Linked DNA regions of Anser cygnoides: region 2 is linked to region 1. The links are chromatin contacts, called in public Hi-C maps. All regions are on one chromosome and are shown on one strand. Each heading gives the region's core, a stretch centred on a gene start, on an enhancer-like site or on the middle of the called end of the contact. The rest is flanking DNA. Distances are from core to core; before and after follow the strand shown. Region 1 holds the start of VEGFA (vascular endothelial growth factor A). Region 2 holds the start of LOC106029739 (epoxide hydrolase 1-like).

Region 1 (5,757 bases), core at 1,863-4,362:
TTTAGGACTGGAACAAACAATCCATCCACTTTGAGAGGGGCTCTGGGACAGGAGTTAAGGCACTTTTCATCTTAGGCGCTAGAAATTCTTCTCAGCGGTTTCTACTTAAGCGGTGGGGGGACTCGCTGCACTCCTTCCCCATTGTACCTACAGACGGAGATCAGTAATCCCGCGAGCTGCCAGCACGGCGCAGGCACCTCTGACACGGAGCAGGACGGACTAGAGACCCGATTCGGGGTCGCTCAGGAATCGGAGAGCCCCTCCGAGACCCCAGCATGGGTTCCCCTCTCCCCTGCTCCTGAAGGAGCCCTCCTCCTCCCGGCGTGTCCCCGGACCGCGGGCCCGCAGCGGCTCTGGGGAAGGTGACCCGTGGTGTCCTGGCTGCCAGGGGGCTCGGGAGGCAGGCTCCGGGGGCTCCCAGCGGGGCCTGGCGCAGAGGCACGCCGAAGGCAGCGCGGCTGGTGGGTGTGTGATCATTAGCAGTCTGGTCACAGGCTCGCTCTCCCTCCCTCCGTGTCTGATCGCTGCCTGTTCCCTGTGGCAATACAGCTGGTATAGCCAGGTCCCTCCACGGTTCGGCGTGGGAAGGGATGAGCTCTCAGCCCCCCACCAGCATGCACCCGCCACCATGCCGCCGCCGAGACCCCTGGACAAAGGAAGATGGGGAAGGACCTGCCTTCCCCCATTCTCTAGGAAACCGGGGACTGGAAGGGGACAAAAACGCAACCTCCCGCACCCTGCGGGGCTACATACACGCCCGCTGGCCAACAGCTGGGAGGGTGGCACTGCAAAACCACCTCTCCCTCCCTCTCCCGCACGGAAGGGCTGGTGCCACGAGCAGAGGCAGACACCTGTGGCATCAGCGCCACCCAGCCCGGGCCGTGACACAATTCCCCGCTGTCCCGGCCTCGCTGCAGGAGCGACCGTACCAGCTCCCTCGGTCAGGAGCCATCCCCCTGCCGCCTTCTCCGGGGGAGCACCGTGATTCCTGCGTCCCTCCTCCCTCGCCTTCAGGAAAGCAGCCTGACACGCGCTGGACCCTGCCTTCCCAGCTCAGCCTCTGCCAGGGCTTTTCTTTAATTCTCTCCAACGCGCCTGGCTAGCTAGATAGGTTTTATTCAGCACGACAGCCTGATTAACACTACAGATAAATATTATCATCAAAGCACAAAACCCTAGTCCCAACGTGAAGAGTCATGCTTTCTGCCGTGCCCAGAGCCATCGTCAAGCTGCCTACGTGAGATCTGCTGGTATTTCCAACGTTCCCATCACCGTGGTGCCCAGGCGACCAACGGACAAATAAGGACAGAACTGAAGGACAGACCTCACCGTCTGTCTGTCTGAGCACTTATATGGCCCGCATCACCCGGCTGTCTGAACATCTCGCGATCTCTCGTGCAATTATCCCCGCAACGCTTCCCACCACCCCACATTTCCCACGCCACCCCGGAATTTTTCCCTACTCTTTCTTTTTTTTTCCCCCCCCACTGTTACCCTCTGTCTTTTCTCAGCAGCACCATCCTCCCGCCTGGGAGAAAAGGCAGCATGAGGCTTTCACGCGACTCCCGAGGACAGGCAGACCTGGACCCTACCTGATCCGCAGCTTCATCTCCGGGGAAGAGGAAGGGGAGGGGAGAAGGAGCAAGGGGAGGGTTGAAGGGTATTATCACTAGACACCGACCCGGAGTTGTCTAACCTACAGCCAGGGAACAGACGCTGCTCTGCAAGTTTACTGAGGAGCTGGGAGGCAAAGAAGCCCTGTTTTCGGTGACGGTGGAAAAACTCTTGGAGAGCGGAAAGAATCGTCCCACGAGCCAAATCTGGCAGGCTGGCTGCACGGAGCTGCTCCGTGACACGCTCTAATGAGAGCTCAGCCTCGGTTCCCATCGAGCACAGCCTAACGTGCGGCTGTCACTGGAGAAAGTAGAGATATAACAGGCTAGAAACAAAGCGTGCAGTGCCTGCATGACTTCGGTTACAGCTGAAATGGCTCCTAATTGGGGAGTTACCTTCCAGCATCGGTGCTGAACAAACAATGTGAATAACTGATTAGTTTGCAAGCGACGTTTATGTTCACGACAGTGGGAGATGATCTGGCCCGCATTCTCGCCAAGAGCTGAGGAGGAATGGCAGGGGAGAACTAGCTCCTTACAGCCCTTAAAACATAATCCACGCCTGCCTAGCATACAGCCACTTTCACGTGGGCACTCTGTCTAAACCCCTTAATATCTCTTGGCAACACAGCCCTCTTGACTCTTTTGAAAACAGATTTATAGGACAGGTTTGCACAGAAAGCTGCCTTTCTTTTTCTCTCTCCTTTTTTTTTTTTTTTAAAGGAGAGAAAGACAAGGAGGAAGAGTCGGTTTCTAATCGCTCAGGAATGACAATGAGGCAAAAGTAAAAGTGACCGAGGAAGGAGAGAAGGGAAAAACGAGGGGTTTTGTAATCTCGGTGCAGGAGATATGCATTTTGAAAAAAAAAAATCAATCTGGAAGAAATTCAGGATCCATTTTGTCCTCTTTGATCTCTATTTGTTTTTCCAGCTAGGTATTTTGAACTCCACAAGGCAGCGCGAACCCGAGCCGGGACCCAAGGCAAATACCGCCGAAACACCCTTTTGCAATGTCAGGAGAGCCGAGGCCGGCAGGAGAGAGGCTGATGCAAGAAGCCAGCGCGCTGCCTCCCCTCCTTTGCCTTCCCTTCCCTTCCCTGCCCCGCGCAGCGCCGCGCAGCGCCCCGGCCCCGCGGAGCCCCACGGCGGGGGCGTGCAATGCGCGCACATGTGCGCGGCCCCTCCGCGCCTCGCCCCCCTCGCACGGGCACAGCGAGCAGGTGGGAGCCGAGGGAAGGGGGAATAAATTTTTAAAAAAAAAAAAAAAAAAAGGAAAAAAAACCATTTTTTTTCTTAATTTTTCCCGCCCCCCCAACCCCTTCCCCTCCGCACGCGGGGGCACAAAAGCCCCGTCCCGCCGCTTACCTCCGCGCTCTGCAGATAGAGCAGCGCCGCCAGCCCCCAGTGGATCCAAGTGAGCAGAAAGTTCATGGTTGCCGCCGCACGCCGCGGAGGAACGGGGCCCGCCGCGCTCCGCCTCGCCTCCGCCGCCGCCCCGCCGCCGCCGCCGCCGCCGCCCCGCCGCGCTCTCGCCCGCGCCTCCTCCGTGCCCTCCTGGGGTGCCGCCGGCCGGGCGCTGCGAGGGGCTCCGGGGGAAGGGGGGCTCCTCTTCGGGGCGTCCGCGTTCACCCCTCCATAAGGCCGGCTCTCCGCCGGCGGCCCCCGCTGCTGCTCCCGGTGGGCGCTCCGCCGGGCCGAGCGCAGGCTCCGCGGCCGCCCCGCCGCCGCCGCCCGGCCCCCGCCGCCGGGCAATCCGAGCTCCACAGCGGCAACCGGGGCAGGCAGAGGCACCCGCGCCGCGCTCGCTCTCGGCTTCGCGCACTCACGCCAAAGTTTGCGGGGAAAAGTTTCAATGCATCTCTTTTCCTGCGCGCCCCCCACCTCTTCTTCGCGGCGGCTGCCTCCCCCCGCCGGGGGGATGGAAGGGGCTGAGCCCGCCGCCGCTCGGCCGTCCACCGCTTTTTAAAAAAAAAAAAAAAATCAGAAGAGGGCGAAAAAAAAGAAAAAGAAAAAAAAATCCAAACTGGCTGGAGAGGGAGGCAACCGGGGCGGAGAAGAGGGGAAAAGGGGGGGGGGGGGGGGGGGGGGGGGGGGGCTCTGCAGGAAAGGGAGAGAAAAAAAAAAAAATCCAAAGTATAGGTGGGGGGGAAAAAAAAAAAAATTCAATTAAACGGGAGGAGGATAAAGCAAGGCGGCGAGCCAAGCGCAGGTCCCGGTGCCCGGGGAGGGCTGAGGTGCTCCCGCGGCGCGCTGTCCCCCGCCGGCTCGGCGTGCGCTCCTCGCCCCCCGGCGCCGCGGCAGCGGCGGCTCCGCGCACTCCAGCGGCGGCTCCGCGCAGCGCCCGCTCCCCGCGCAGCGCCCGCCCCACCGCCCGCTCGCCGGCGCTCTGCAACTGCTCGGCGCGGCCGCGGGGAGAGACGCTCCGCCGAAGTCCCACCCTCTCTGGCGATTCCCCTCCCTCCTTCCCCTCCCCTCTCGTCCTTGCGGCTCTGGGCGAAAAGGCCACGGAGGTAAAAGGGGGTGCGCGGCGCGCCCCCCCCCCCCCCCAAAGCTCGCCCCACTCGGGATCGTGTCCCCCACCCCGTCCCCCACCCGCGGTTCCCACGATGCGCGCCCACCTTTTTCCCCCACCCGCCCCACCCCGGCAGCCCCACGGGCGCGCTTTCTGCCCCGCCGAGCGATGCGTGAGTTCGGGTCAAAATTCACCTCGCCCGCCCGTGGGAATCGCTCCAAAGTCCAGCAGAGCCATTTGGGGGGAGGGGGCAGCAGGGGACAAATTGCCATCCCGGCCGCCGCCCGGCCCCCCAAGCCCTTTGCTTTGCAGCTGCGGTGATTTCTTAGCACCTACGTGTCAAAGGGGAGGGGGCGCATCCTCGGTTGGGTTTTATTTCTCTGTATCCAGCTCCAGCCCCCCTAGGTCGTGGGGCCTGCCCGCACCAGCCTTTGCCTGCAGAAGGGCATTATACTGGAGATCTTGCCGGGCAAACCCCGTCCCGCTTTCTGGGAAGGTATTTGAAGGGCAAAAAGGTGTCTCCGTCTCCCCGGGGTTACCGCAGGCATTCGCCAACCGAGCTCCTTCGCTCGTGTCACCCGCGAAATTTCCTCCTGTGGGATATAGTAGCAACACACGCGTGTCGACATAGATCGGTCTCCCTCCTGCCGCCGTCCCCCAAGGACCTTCGGTGGTGGACGGGGTGGAAGTCCAGACCGGCAGCTTCCTGGGGCTCGCCACAGGCTGGAGGAAGGGGAAGGGGAAAAAGACACCGAAGAAAGAAAAGGCCATATCATCGTTAGAAAGCAGGTATTCCAGCACTGTGCCACAGACTCCCACTGATACAGGCAAAGCGTTGGCTCTATAGAGGCACCTGCTGGCTGAGGGGAACACACAAAACATAAAAATAAATCCGAATAAAATCTTTGCTCTCGGCACATCTTAGACCCATTCTTCCCTTTGTTTTTTTTTTAACCGGTTTGTGTCACCCCTTCGTGCGGTACTGGGGAAAGTCGCCGGGGTCCTGCCGATCCCGAGGAAGGCTGGCAGGCGGGTGGCAGCTCGGTCCGAGCCAGGAGCCTCCCCAGCTCCCACCCAGCCCCACGGCTGCGGGGCATCCTGCACCCCTGGGCGAGGGGAGAAATCCAGCCCAGGCAAAACCCTGGGGAAGGATATAATCCCTGTCCCCTCAGGGATCACGTTTCTTCAGAGGAATGGTGGGTGTTGTTCAAACATTGCAAAAGAATCCTTTTTTCCTTTGCTCTCTCTCTTTTTTTCTTTTTTTTTTTTTAACTAATTGTTGCAAAGAGTTTCTGAAGAAACAAATATCCGTCCAAAATCTCTGGATTTTCCCGTATTCAGAACGCAACTGCCAAAAATGTCCTCCCGGCGATAGGGAGGCTTCCCCCTGGGGCAAGCGAGGGGATGTTTCACTAACTGAAGGCAAAGCCAGGCTGGAGGTCCTGGAGCTAGGAGCTGCTTCCGACTGTCACAGCTCACTGCGAGCAGCTCCCTCCTCACGCCAGGCCTCTGCTCTTCAGACCAGCAGAGAGCAGATAATTCGCTTTTTTTCCCGTATTTGGTAGAAGGGGCCTTTTTTTTTTTTTTTTTCCCTAGGGGCCTTTTTCCCTTCCCGCTAGGTGAACATTTTATG
Region 2 (5,725 bases), core at 308-2,807, 180 kb after region 1:
GCAAAAGCAAGGGAGAGAGAGGAAACAAGCCCTCTGTTCACATGGGATTTGTGCAATGGAAACATGAGAGCCTTTTAAAGTTTAGACAGATGCAATACTGAAATACTATATAACAATTCTTCTTTTTTTTTTTCTTTTCTTTTTCTTCCCATGCCAGAACAGCAGCTGGACCAGCAAAATCACAGCACCGGGACAGGGGCAGAAAATGTTCTAATAGTGCTCCAAGGAGGCTTTTTAAAATGGGTTTGATAAAACGTCTATCATTAAGGATAAGGGATCCTGCCCCAGTGCAGGGAGATGCTCTGAGACACTCTTCTATATCCTTTCCTCTGATAGTTACATTTATGGGACGTGCATCACAGCCTCCGGGTAGGTAGCCTAGTTGACACCAACAAGCAGTTTCTGCCTGGAGTTGTGCATTTGGGCCACTAGGGGTTGTAAGAGAGAAGGGGAAAAAAACTTGTTTTCCAGTGGATGGACAAGCTGCTGCAGTACCCCAAAGTGGAGGATTTCCTCCGGAACCCCTTGAGCTCTTTGCTCCAGCACTCACCAAACTCTTGCACATACACCCTGCATTTTATACAGCATGCTAACATCTCAGTTGTTTCAGATTTATCACTGTTTTGTGTCTTATTGGTTGTTTGAGGTTTGGTTTGGTTTTGTTTTTTGCCTTTTAGCCTCAGGATATTAATGGCCTTGGTGTGCCCGCCTATATCTCAGAGAAACCTGTTCTGATAGTCCCAAACCTTTTAGACAGACGGCAGCAACTTGTATCTTTTCTCTGCCGCTTTAACTAGCTCTGCTGGCTCTTTTCCAACATTCCTGGAATAGATATTTTCACTCTCAGTTATTTAAGCCAGATCTTCCTCCTTTGTGCCTTTTCCTAGTCATAGGTAAGAAACAGAATTCTCTCAAGGTCTCTTTTGAATCCTAGAAACATCACTGCCTGTTGTACCCCAACATGTCAAACTACGGGGGTCCTCAACTACCTTTCACCCTGGTGATCATTTTTTCCTCTTGTTGATAGTAATTCTCCAGTCTTAATTACAGCCCCCTCTGCAATCAGGGATGCCATCTTCCAAAAGGCTTCCAGACTTGCTTTTATTTTAGAAATAAGGCCTTAAAGCTAAGTAATCCCAGCCATCTCCCAGGCATAACCAGAAATAGCCGTGGTGTAGCAAGAAATTGAACTTAAACCAAATGTAGGATTTACAAGGTTTTCCTCCTGATAGCTCTTTTGACAGCACAGCAATACAAGACTTGATCTCCGCAGATCTCATTGGTAATGGGACTTTACTTTGAGCATTGCATGGAGGTAGGAGTCATTCCCTCTGACAGTAAAATGTAGCTATCCCTGAAGTGAAACACGGCAAGGACACTGTGCAACAATTTGGGAAAAAAGAAACCTTTATCCAGTAAGATTTAATTGACCATTTGGGAAATGAAATCTAGTTCCCTGAGCTAAATAAAAGCACTAGTTTCTGTGGTATATGAGAAAACTTATCTTTTCCTTTTTTGATGTTTTGTTTTGTTTTGTTTTGTTTCAGCTGCTGCAAATCCCAGGCGCACATGGGATTGAACCACACGATGCACAGGTTGGAAGGGACCCGTGGAAGTCAGCTGGTCCCACCACCTGCACAGAGCAGGTCCAGGTAGGTCAGGTTGCAGAGTGCCTTGCTCCTTACAAATTCTGAATAGCTCCAAGGATGGAGATTCCAGATCTTCTCTGGGACCCTGTTCCAGTGTCCTTTCTGGGACACACTTCAGTGTCTGAATGGGGAACTAATTTATCCTAATATCTAACCAGAACTTCCTTTGTTGCAATTAGCATCCATTACCTTTTGTCCCTCCACTGTTGCTCCCCCAGAAAGAGTCTAGCTCTATTTTTTCTATGCTGTCCACTAGGTAGCTGTAGACAGCAGTAGGATGGACACACGCACACACACACACATTTGCATTCTGTCTTCCAGGCTGAACAAGCACAGGTCTGAGTCTCTCCTCATACAGCATGTGCTCCAGCCCCTGGCAGCCTGGTGGCCCTGCACTGGACTCACTCTGCTCCGTCCTCTACCAACAAGACCAGACCTCAGCACTGCGCTTCCAGACATGGTCTCACAAGGGCCAAAGAGAAGGAAAGGATCGCTTCAGCCAGCCTGCTGGCTAACATATTTGCTGTATAGCCCCATACATAGCTAGCCTTTTTCAGAAGGTCCCCTCCTTGAGTGATTCATTTGAGGACCTCAAATCAGGCTCTGCAGAGCTGCTTTCTGTGCTTTTGGCACCCAGCCTGTGCTGGTGCACAGGTCTATTCCCTCCCCATGCAGGACTTTGTATTTGCCTCTGTTGAACTTTGTTGAACCTAATTTGCATGCGCACACTTAGGCAATAGGTGGCACCAATCAATGATGTGGCTTGCCTTGTCACTGAGAGAGCGTCAGTGCCAAGAGAAAGCCAGCCGAGGAGACACCTGGGTTGCTTCGCTCAGAGCTGCAGCAAGGCGAGGAGGAGCAGACATGTGGCAGGAGGTCCTTCCCAACGCCTGGTGAGATGCCCTCGGGGTGGGGAGGAAGGCCCCAAACAGGGCTCTGCTGTGGTTGGGGTCGGGGAAAGCCCTGCAGGGTAACCCAGGCTGAGCCAAGCCATCGGAGGGTGTGGGGAGCACGCAGCTGGTTTCTCCTGAGCGTGACTGGGGAGGAGGTTGTACTAGACCGAACCTTGCTTTTTGTTGCTCGGAGAGCTGTGTCTCTGGCGTGCTTGATTTGTTAACAGCGCTGAGCTGGTGCTAGTGCCACAATAACTTGTTTCATGCCTCCGACTCACTAAAGTCTGGGATGTAAGTGCACAGGGATATTATTACCTGTTGCATAAGCTGCTCAGCCTCCGTGAGGTGGAGGGTGACATTGTTTGCTTACAGAAGCTTTGTTTTGCCTTGGCAGGGAGCTGTTTAAGGAGGTACCTCCTTAAAAATCACACACCAGATATCAGAGATCATTACCAAATTGCCATGGGGACTGCTACGGTCTCCAGTATAGGCACCAGATTATTTGCCACAGGTAGTGGTGGGAAATGATAGCAGGTAAAAAGAAACAGCAAATGGGTGTGTGTTTTCATGGAGATTTGTGCCCTTGTATTTGTTTTGAGATACCTTAATTATGACGCCAAACAGCTCCCTACTTCAGCCACCTTCCGTAAGGTGGAGCGGCAAAACTTTTTCTTGTTACTTCTAGTTTTTTCCAGAAGTAACTATTCTTGCAAGACAATCCATCAGGCTAAAATAGAACCAAGGAGGAATTTTCATTTTTCTTGCAGGCAGATAAGACCTAAAAGCTCAGTATCTACTTAGGAGTCATTAGAAGTAGGAAAGGTATAGCAACTCACTGAAATCTGAGCAGGTAAAGGTCCTACAAGCCTCTCCTCGTGCCAGCCCTGTGGCACAATGAGCACAGCGTGGCTGGGAGCAGAGTGAACCTTGATCTTAAAAGTTCCCTGCAGGGCTTTGTGCCTATCTCCATGCAGTGGTCAAAATAACTGATTTTCCTGGCTGAAGTATCACAGCCACTCGTAGGATGAAAGACTGCAAGGACACCTACCCGTCTGTTTAGGGCCTTTTATCTAAATTGTGCTGAAGGAGGTAATATTATTTAAACAAGATATCTAGCTAGCACGCAGCCAAGAAACATTGCCTCTGCACTCCCTCTCTTTCTCATCCAAATGTACAAGAAAAATTATGGATGTGTCCGTGTGGCTAAAGAGCTCACAATCCCAAGGCAGATGAGGTTCTTTGCACTCTCCCCAAAGATTGGTACTATTCAGACAACACGATCAGTCTGTAAGGATCTTTTTTTTTCTTTTTCTCTTTTATTTAGGGAGAGCATCTTATCCCGCATCAGGTGAGTGAAATAGCCAAGCCCTCCACTTTTCATTTAACACCCGACCTAGAATACAGCATAGTCCTTTCCCACCTCCATATGACAACAACAAATTTTCATTTGTAGTCCTCCTGCAGCCCCCTGCAACAGGCACAACTCCTAATCCCCAGGCAAAGCTGCAGAGCTTGAGCCACAGGTCAGAGGGAAAGGAAAGTACCATTCATTTGGGACTGATTGCTCATGCATTTAAAGAGCTTCAGAACATGCTACACGTCTGTTAAAACCAGCTCTGGCAACTTAGCTCCCATATTTCAAGAAAGTCCTAAACTCGGCTGTGTGGAACAGAAATGGGGGCACCAAACAGACAACCTAGACCCCTACCTGTGGAGGGCTATCTTAGAGGGCCAGTGTTGCCCTAAGAGATGCTTGAATCTGTAGGAAAGCTATGTGTAAAGCACTGCTGAGAAGGGCACGTCCAGCACATCAAGCTCCTTCTGGCAGCTGAAGACCCTTGTCTCTACTCAGGAGCCTTGTGATCAGCAAGTCATGATCAGCAAGAGCTTGAGATCCCTAATGAGCGCTGGTAGATGTAACCTTGAGGCTTCTTGTCTTCAGACTCTTGTTGTTAGAGTTTAATATCTCTACTCTGGTTTCAGATTGCTGAGTTGGTATTTGTGGAACTCATTGCTCTCTGGGGGGCTGCCCCAAATCTTGCATGTGGTCTTCAAAAATAACAGAAATGCTCAACCCCTGCCGACTCCATGGGGTGTTTGGACATCTGTTATTTCTTGGGCCCAACCAGTGTGAAAACAAGCCTCAGCACAGTCCCACTACCCTTGGCGCTTCTGTTATTGAATGCAAATGTTATGCCTCCCTAGGTCTTTTCAATATTCACAGAAGAATGCAGTCCTGGTCCCTGCAGCCGCTCTGGGGGTCGGAGGAATGGTGGTTTGCTGGCTAATGTCTAGACGCAAGATCAAGAGACTCGAAATGGGTGATGGATGGTGGGGCTCAGGTGAAAGACCCCTAAGAGAGAACGAAGATGAAAGAATCCGCCCCTTCAAGATTGAAACCTCTGACAAAGAAATTGAGGTACTAGTGGCTGGGATATAGGGAGAGGAAGGAAGCTGTGAGATGGAGACTCTGTTACCACCTTACTGCTTAGAGATATGCCAGTGCAGTTACTTAATACTGTTAGATGATGCTGTCTCATCAGCCTTCATGAGTCAGATCTGGGTTCAGATTCATTGCAATGTCCCCTAAAGACTTTCAGATGTCACAGACCCTCTATGCAACCTCGAGCAGCTCAGTTTGACAGTGGGTCTGCAGGCGGTGGGGCAGGGCAGGAGGGTGTAGGGACAGCAGCAGCTACAGCAGGGCAGGGCTGAGGGGCTCCCACAGAGAGATGCCTGGAAAGGGTGAAGGGACAGAGCCTTGATGAGTTGTAGCACCTGTCCCTAATTATCCAGTCAATTAGCAACACACATCTGGGCCCAATCTTTGATCACACTTTTTTATTCTTTTTCCAGCCAGCAAGGCCTGGAATTTGCTAGTTCCAAAAATCCTAAAAGAAATTAGCAGCAGGGCAGGAGTGGGACCCTCTTGGGGGAACAGTTAATCTGTAGAAAAATGTGTTCCCCATGTAAGTGATTGATGAGATCATTTAGAGCATGCCACTGCTTCAGCCGGCCTCGTGGTGTACCAGGAGCGGTCTGAAAGCTGGTAGCCACCTTGAGAGTTGGTTCCTGCTCGTGGCTGCCCTGGAGCTCAGTACGGGTGGGCAGCTGGGCAGCCTCGCTCCTCCTGCAGGACCTGCACCACCGCCTCGACCAGGCTCGCTACGCGCCTCCGCTGGA

What was found. Hi-C and Micro-C count contacts between places; a contact is called where the count stands out from the background.
Region 2: a contact with region 1 is called in a Hi-C map of liver, with 1.8 times the contacts expected there. The contact joins the promoter of LOC106029739 here to the promoter of VEGFA in region 1. A contact is called at or near these places in 2 of 7 Hi-C or Micro-C datasets (both in liver).

What each region holds. Positions count from the first base shown.
Region 1 is chr3:34,258,589-34,264,345 of Taihu_goose_T2T_genome, forward strand. VEGFA (vascular endothelial growth factor A) reads right to left here and starts at 3,113. Exons shown (of 6, transcript XM_066993857.1): 1 at 2,978-3,113. The coding sequence starts at 3,043.
Region 2 is chr3:34,439,256-34,444,980 of Taihu_goose_T2T_genome, forward strand. It overlaps LOC106029739 (epoxide hydrolase 1-like), which reads left to right and starts at 1,558. Exons shown (of 11, transcript XM_013171012.3): 1 at 1,558-1,652; 2 at 2,383-2,542; 3 at 3,867-3,890; 4 at 4,748-4,961; 5 at 5,679-5,725. The coding sequence starts at 2,403.